Linked DNA regions of Mus musculus: region 1 is linked to region 2. The links are chromatin contacts, called in public ChIA-PET maps. All regions are on one chromosome and are shown on one strand. Each heading gives the region's core, a stretch centred on a gene start, on an enhancer-like site or on the middle of the called end of the contact. The rest is flanking DNA. Distances are from core to core; before and after follow the strand shown.

What was found. ChIA-PET counts read pairs in DNA pulled down with a chosen protein or histone mark.
Region 1: a contact with region 2 is called in an RNA polymerase II ChIA-PET map of memory CD8 T cells, with 17 read pairs. The contact joins two enhancer-like sites. A contact is called at or near these places in 1 of 484 Hi-C or Micro-C datasets (pre-megakaryocyte-erythroid progenitors), 2 of 115 datasets of contacts at active chromatin or transcription factors (embryonic basal ganglia and memory CD8 T cells) and 1 of 9 other capture datasets (embryonic stem cells).

What each region holds. Positions count from the first base shown.
Region 1 is chr1:152,252,783-152,256,352 of GRCm38.p6, reverse strand. The region is part of intron 3 of Gm36920 (a long non-coding RNA gene); the gene reads left to right. Among named protein-coding and RNA genes, the nearest start is that of Gm36920, 35 kb to the left of the region's middle. Within about 2 kb of position 2,177, at least 48 of the 459 cell types and tissues checked have an H3K27ac peak or open chromatin away from gene starts, as enhancers often do. A contact at or near this core is called in memory CD8 T cells, where this site is marked.
Region 2 is chr1:151,892,412-151,895,934 of GRCm38.p6, reverse strand. It overlaps 1700025G04Rik (RIKEN cDNA 1700025G04 gene), which reads left to right. Exons shown (of 6, transcript NM_197990.3): 6 at 2,503-3,523. The coding sequence ends at 2,541. Among named protein-coding and RNA genes, the nearest start is that of Edem3, 140 kb to the right of the region's middle. Within about 2 kb of position 1,719, at least 29 of the 459 cell types and tissues checked have an H3K27ac peak or open chromatin away from gene starts, as enhancers often do. A contact at or near this core is called in memory CD8 T cells, where this site is marked.

The sequences.
Region 1 (3,570 bases), core at 928-3,427, 360 kb before region 2:
GAGTACACCACCATTCCATTTCCAGGTGACAGCCACATCAAGCCATGCTGTCCTCCCGATGCCAACACTCAAATCTTTCAAGTCTCTTCTCAGCTCTGTGGATCACTGTTATTGTGTTGGGGCCACCTGAATAATTCAGATGATCTCTCTACTGTCAGCCAAGGAGGAAACCTAATTGTTTCTTCAATATCAGTCTCCTTTGCTATGCAATCTAATATACTGGACTGTCCCGGGGATTGGAACATAGACACTTTGGGGAAGGGTCACTATTCTGCCCACTATAACCAGCAATTTCCATTCTGGGAGTGTAACCTACAGAAACCAATTTCTGTATATGTGTATAGAAATATACACATACACGTACCTTCTGCAGTAGTATTTCTAATAGAAAAATAAAAAGAATAATAAAAAAAAAAAGAAGCAACCAAGCTGTCCTCTGACAGCAGTAAACTAAGGCATATGGGTAGCCTACAGAAGTGAGAGGCTGCACAGAGGCGTAGTCTTCATAGAGGAGCTAGAAAGGAAGGAACGCCGGCCCTGCTGCACCTTGGCTGTAGTGCAGTCAAACTCATTTCAACCTTCTCAATTACCGAATACAAACATTGGTTCCCAGGAAATGTACACACTCAGTCAGTCAGTGTTAGATTCCATGAGGCTTTTTCACTTTTTAGGAATTTTATTGGATGGAAAAACAATACTATTTTTGTTTCAGGGACTGAAGTTGCTTTTAATGCTTTCCTCTGCCTTGATGAACTGGGGCATTATCTTGTTTCAATATGAGGTTACATTCTTTCCTATTGATTCACAAACGCTCATTGAATAAAATAGCCCTTAACTCCCTTTGCTTGTTCTGAACGGTCTGGCTAAGAGGAAGAGTAACATCTAAGCCAAAGATGTTGCATCTGCCTTCCTGACCCAGATTTAACTGAGATAAACAAACGCAAGGGAATAAGTCTGGTGCACTTTTGAGGATCAATTTCCTTACTAATAATTGTGTTCATTAAAGATAATTTATTCTGAGCCTACTCTACATTGTTCTTAGATCTGGGAGAGATAAAAATGAACACAGTAGTAAGTCACAAGGAAGCTTAGTGGTCAGGGCAAGGCAGCAGAGCAGGCAGCCAGCAGAGAATGGCAGGTCTGAGACAGAGGCATGGACAGTGCCCACAGCATCACACATTCAGCCCACGAGGCTTGGTGGAGGTTGTCCAAGAGATAGGAGCATGGGAAGAGCACACAGAGATGCAGATACCGAATACCCAGACAAGGAGCAAGGAGTCGTAACCGCTTCATAGAATGGGGGAGACATGGTTTTGAACCGTGAGTCTGGTGTGGTAGGCAGGGCCCACTAAAGTCTGTATAATTTACCTTTTTCTTGAATGCACTGGGCACTGTTTGAAGATGGAAGCCGAGGAGTAGGGTGTGGGCTAGCCTTTAACAGAACCCCTGCCATCTGCTCTGCTGAGGAAAAACAAACCAACAAAACAAAACAAAACACCTAGAAGGGGCACCATCACAGACTGCTCGGAGGTGCTGCACTAGCCCAGGTAGGAGGCAGGGTGATGAGAATAAAGCATATCAGATAGATGAAGACTCTGGACAGACAAGAGACTCCTGTCTGCATCTGTCCCTATTCATATGTTTTGTGCACAAAAGAATATGCAGTATTTTTCTACATGCAGGCACTCTGAAAACTTCAAACCATCTAGTAGAGACAAGTCTTTCTAGAGAGAGGAAAAAGCCGTGTTTAACATACCGAACCATTATAGATACATATCACAGTGATTTATATTTCATGTTCTTTCTGTAGACTGGCTCCAAATTACGGTTTGATGTGGTGATTTAGTAGTTTTATGGTGGTACAAGCATTGTACGCATTCCGCACAAACCACCTCAAGGTTTTGCATATGGATTATTTCCAAGGAAAGGACATGGGCAGGGCCGCGGCCTGAAGCTGAGAAACAGCAGTCAGTCACACGTTCACAGCATGAAAATGACGACATTCTGCCTTGTCTTGTGCTGTTTAACTATCGTGTGCAGTAGGCATCACACACACGGTTTACTTCGGATATTTTCAACTTAAAATGCTTTCATCAGGACTCCCCACCAGAGACTGAGGAGTGTCTATGACTGAATGCATCACCCAGGCATCAGCTTGCCTACCGTCTCCTTCCCCTGGCCACACTGTGTGGGCTGTCACACATGGATGTGGAAAGAAAGGGTCTGGTTTCAGGTCTTCTCTGAGGTTTTGACTTCCTTCCTGCTTGCTCTGCAATTGGTCACCAGTCAACTTCAAGTGAAGATCCTGGACCTGTGGCGGCTAAGAGTTCATCTTGTCACCAAGGAACCAGTAAAGGTGTAACTGAGGGAAAATAAAAGTCTAGATTGTGCCTTTGTTCTACATAACAACACTTCCCTTGGGTTCATAGGAACAGCACTTGACTGAAGCTCTGAATTAGCTGAAGGGGATTACAACATCAAAACGAAGGTGGGATTAAGTAGATTTTTCACCATGTTCTGAGCAGCAAATACTTCCCTGGGCTCTGCCCTCACCTCAGCTTGGATGCTTCCTGCTCCTGAGAGAATGAGCGGGCACCTAAGAGAGAAGACAGGGACTTAATCAAGAGTGAAACTCTCATGTCAGCCCTCAGCTTTACACAGGTGTCAAAAAAAAAAAAAAAAACACTGACTGAGATCTTCCGTCTGCCATTAGCTGTTATTGTGTACATTAAGTAGAATCCACTGCTTAACCCAGGCTACTGGGCTCACCCCAGTATTCAAGGAGGTGCCACAGGACTCAAAGGATACAGAAGTTACATATTAAAACCCAATCTCGTAGAGGATTCAGAGGAACTAAGTTTGGTAGGGGCACAGATTGTAGTACCATTAAGCCCCTCTGTTCCTCGTGGAGAACCACTACTGTCCAGCAAGGCGGGAAGGACCCAAATCAAGCAAATGAGACTTGTTCTGGGGGTGAAGTATAGCTGGGTTAGGGGAGAATCATTAAACCCTGAACCCCCATCTGACAGGAGGTGGTAGTATATGTATCTACCCTGTCATCTTACTAGGGAGAGTGCCAGTTTCCAGCACCTTCCATGGAGGACACTGGTATTCAACCTGCACTTAGCTTGGCATCATGAAGCCTGAGCCACTGTAGTCTGAGTTTCCAGTTTGGCTGAGAATTGGGAAAGGAGAGGCAGGACTGAGGTGGGCTGGGTAATGGAAGCCTCACCCTTTCTCGGAGATCCTGCACAGCACCAGTGTGGCAGGCAGGAGCTCAGCTGGGCACCGAGGGTCTATTTACAGCTTGATAGTCTCTGCTGAATTATTGATGCCTCTGCTGCCTCGGGACCACCCCCTTGTTAACAAATTGCCCTCTCCATGAAAATTTAAAGAGGCAAATGAGGCAATCTCTCAGCCTATTATTTCTTCTTCTTTTGCCATCTGAGCTCTAATCTTATCTCGATCAGCCCAGAAGTCCTCTCTTGAGACACTGCTCAGCTCAGATACCCCGGCCCAAAGCCAGGAAAACCCAAGCGTGTGTGAGAGAGCAACATCCGAGTTCAGAAC
Region 2 (3,523 bases), core at 470-2,969:
CTTTTGTTTCTACCATAGAACTTGTATTCATGTATAAGAATTGGGGTTCGGATCTGCCTGGGACACACTGCTGAGGAGGGAACAGAGTTCTCTGGCCCCTGTCAGATCACACCTTACAACCACAGCCTCAGTCACAAGGGTTCTTTCGCCCTTGCTGGGAGCCTGAACAAACCCAATGTTTATCCTAACGGTGAGAACAGAAGTGGCAAGAGCCAACTGTATTGATTACCTGACAGAATGATGTATTCCCCACACAGAACCCTGATCACAGCCCTATTGGATAGAGATCATGGCTGTGCCCAAGAAACCAAAGCCTATTATTTTGCCCAGCATCCATCAGTGAATCCAGTCTGAGCCTCCTCAGGTCAAGCCTAGATAGATTTGTATGTATCCTGTATCACACGATGGAAAATAAACTCCCAGTGATCAGGAACCTTGAAGGTCTCCTGTATATCTCTGCAACGGTGATTGAGAGAATAGTTCCTGCCTGGTCTGGGCCAAAGTGAGGGACAGTGTCAGCCTGAGCCATGTCACTGGGTAGGCTGTCATGGGGTGACTGCTACCTACATCCTCTTCCTGGGAGCACTGGTTGTCCATTTTCTCCATCCACTAGAGATTTTATGCCGCAAATGAATGAAACCTCAAGTTGGCACTGGACTTAGACACTCTGCAAGGCACTCAGAAAGTCAAGAAGTGGGTTATCAGCCCTGCTTCTGTGGGTCCCAGGGCTTCGTTGTATGGCAGCGTGTGTCTGTTTGTTGTGTTTTCTTCATGCATATGAAATATACTTGTATACATGTGCCCACACACTATGAGCAAATGATAGTCACAATTTAGACTCTATTAATACTTTCAACAGCCATGTTAAATAGCTGTCCTCATTTTTATTTGATCAGTGAGAAAAACTGAGACTAAAAGAGGTAACTTGAACAAGGTACCAAAATCAGCAAGAAACACAGCCAGGATTAGCAGCCAGACATGGGACTAAAAATTCGTTATAGTGGCACTTAGCATTAGGGAATTGTGACATATTCCCAATATATGCAGATGTATAACAAGCATTTAAACATGTTACATGTTAGATGAATAGTTACATTTTAAAATTTTTAAGTATTGGTATTTTTAAGAATGGATTCCAGTTATTTAGAAAATTCTGGGTTTGTTTGAAAAATATTTTTTTTACTGAATATGCTGGAAAGAACCATAGGCTGGGGGGTTAGAAAAGTACATCTAGTAACCAAAAAATCGTAGGTTTTTTTACTGTAATAAAATATGATTTATAATTTTATAAATTCAGCCTGAAATCAAAGGAGTAGATACATGGTAAACAAAGAGTTGTTTGCTACCGATACTTCATGCACATCAACTATAGAAATGAAATAGAACCAAAATAAAAGAACAAAGGATGTCTGGAGGTTGCCTGATATAGGTGTATTATAAAATAGTTAACAAGAAGATAGCTTGGGATGATGCTTGCTTATCTAAGTAAGATAAACTACCAAAGTACTTAGTGCCATGCACTATTTTCAGTTATATTACTTGAGGTTCTTATTTTTATATGTTATTGAGCCAAAAGATCTGTTTTTAAAGGAGCATTTGTGCCCAGGTTTAGAGCATCTAGCTTGCACATGAAGAGAGAAACCAGTGAAGTGATTGGTGCAAACCAAATAATCCAACTTGACCTTTCACAGCAGCCCTTCTGTGACATTGTGGTGACACAGAAATGTGGTTTTGTCTTGTACTGTCTGAGGAAGTTACATACTTTTGATCAGGACAGCCCAGCCAGGTCAGATACAGAACCTCAATCCCGGTCCCAGCTGTGTCTTCACAGTGGCGAGGGAACGGAAGAGCCTCAAAAGCAGCCATTTCCTACTGTCCTCAAACTTGCCAGGAACCTACTCGCTGGCCGGCTCATCAAAGGTCCTGTGGTTGGAGTCATCTGTTAAGACATTCCACAGCCCCAGATCTGTCACGTGTGTTCATAAAACCCTTATTTGCGGTTCATCTAAACCATTTTAGAGTGAATTAAAAACTCAGGCACCCCTGGATTTTACACACCTTTCTCCTGTGACATTTTAAAATCCAATTGTGGGGGTGGGGGAAGCTGTAGAATGTGAGCCGCTGAAAGTGACCCTTGTGTCTTCCTGCTGAGAGAGAGAAACACTTTGACTTTCTTGGTGTAAGCTGTATCTCCTATATGCCTGTAATATAAGTTGAGATAAATTCTGCCCGGTGTTTTTAAAAAGCTTATTATAGGATTGGTCTATCACGCCTTGAATAAATAGAGCTTGAAAATCAGCCTGCATGTGCGCATGTACCGTGCGTGCATGCATGCGTGTGTTCCTGCGTGTGCAGCATCAGTCTAAACCCAGTGGTCACTGATGAAAACTCGAGTCTATTACAGAGCAGACGTAAGTTGGAAGCAAATGGACCAGCCTCGGCTATTCTTGACCCTGGTTTACGTTGTTTACCCATGTGACCTTTGCTTTTGTTTCTTCCCAGGGTCGGGATTACTGTTCTGAAGAAGAGGATATCACATAGCATCGGTTCTCAGTCGGACCAGGAGCTACTACTGTGTAAATAGGTTGCACCCCAGTTGAAACCTTTGCAAAGGTCGGTTCTCTTCACTGAACAGCACTATAGCGAACGAAGACTGTTCCATGTCCTATGCCCCATTAAATTACAGTGTTTCTTAATGAACCTGCAGAGGAATATTGCTAAACACAAACACACACACACAAGAACAAAAACAACAACAACAAAAAAAAAAACTGTTCTGGAACTTTCTTTGTTGCTGCTAGTTAAAACTTGTTGCAACTTTTCACTTCTCTCGTGTCCAAGTATGCAGCAAAATTCTGCAGTTCACTTTAAAGATGTTATTGGTTTCAGGATGCTCTCTAGCCTGTATCCTCGGCGATTGGGTAGAGGTGAACTCTGATACAGATGTCAGTTCTAGCCTGGTTCTGCTTTGATGTCAAGCATCCCCTCCCTTCTATTCTCCTTATCCATCTCTTTCGAGTGGTCCAGAGATGGCCTGAGCCTTGCTTCTCACTGGTAACGTGGGGCTTTGGACATGGGATGGTGGCCACGGTGAGCCTAGTTTCTCTGCTTGAAAGAGCCACAATTGATTGAAAGCCTGTTGTAACCTAACCTGACTCCCGGAAGTGACAAAGGAACAAGTGAGCAGTAGGTTGTTCCGCTTACTAGGACTCTTAGTGCAGGATTAAGCTTGTAGCATTGGCTTTTGCTCAGATGCAAATGGAAGTGTGACCACGTGACCACAATCATTTTCAACCCCTCCCTCCTCACTTTTTTTTCTAAGAAAATAAACATTTTGCTGTTTTTCTGTATCCTTGTCTTCTCCCATTCATCCAGTTCAGTTAAAGATGACCCTAGGTGTGGAAGCTAAGTCCTCCTTCACAGGGACACTGATGATTGGCCTAAATGGCTCCCCACCCTTCTGGAGACATCGAACATGGTTTGGAAGGGCTGTGAGTGGTCAGAGGAGATGAGGCGACAACCC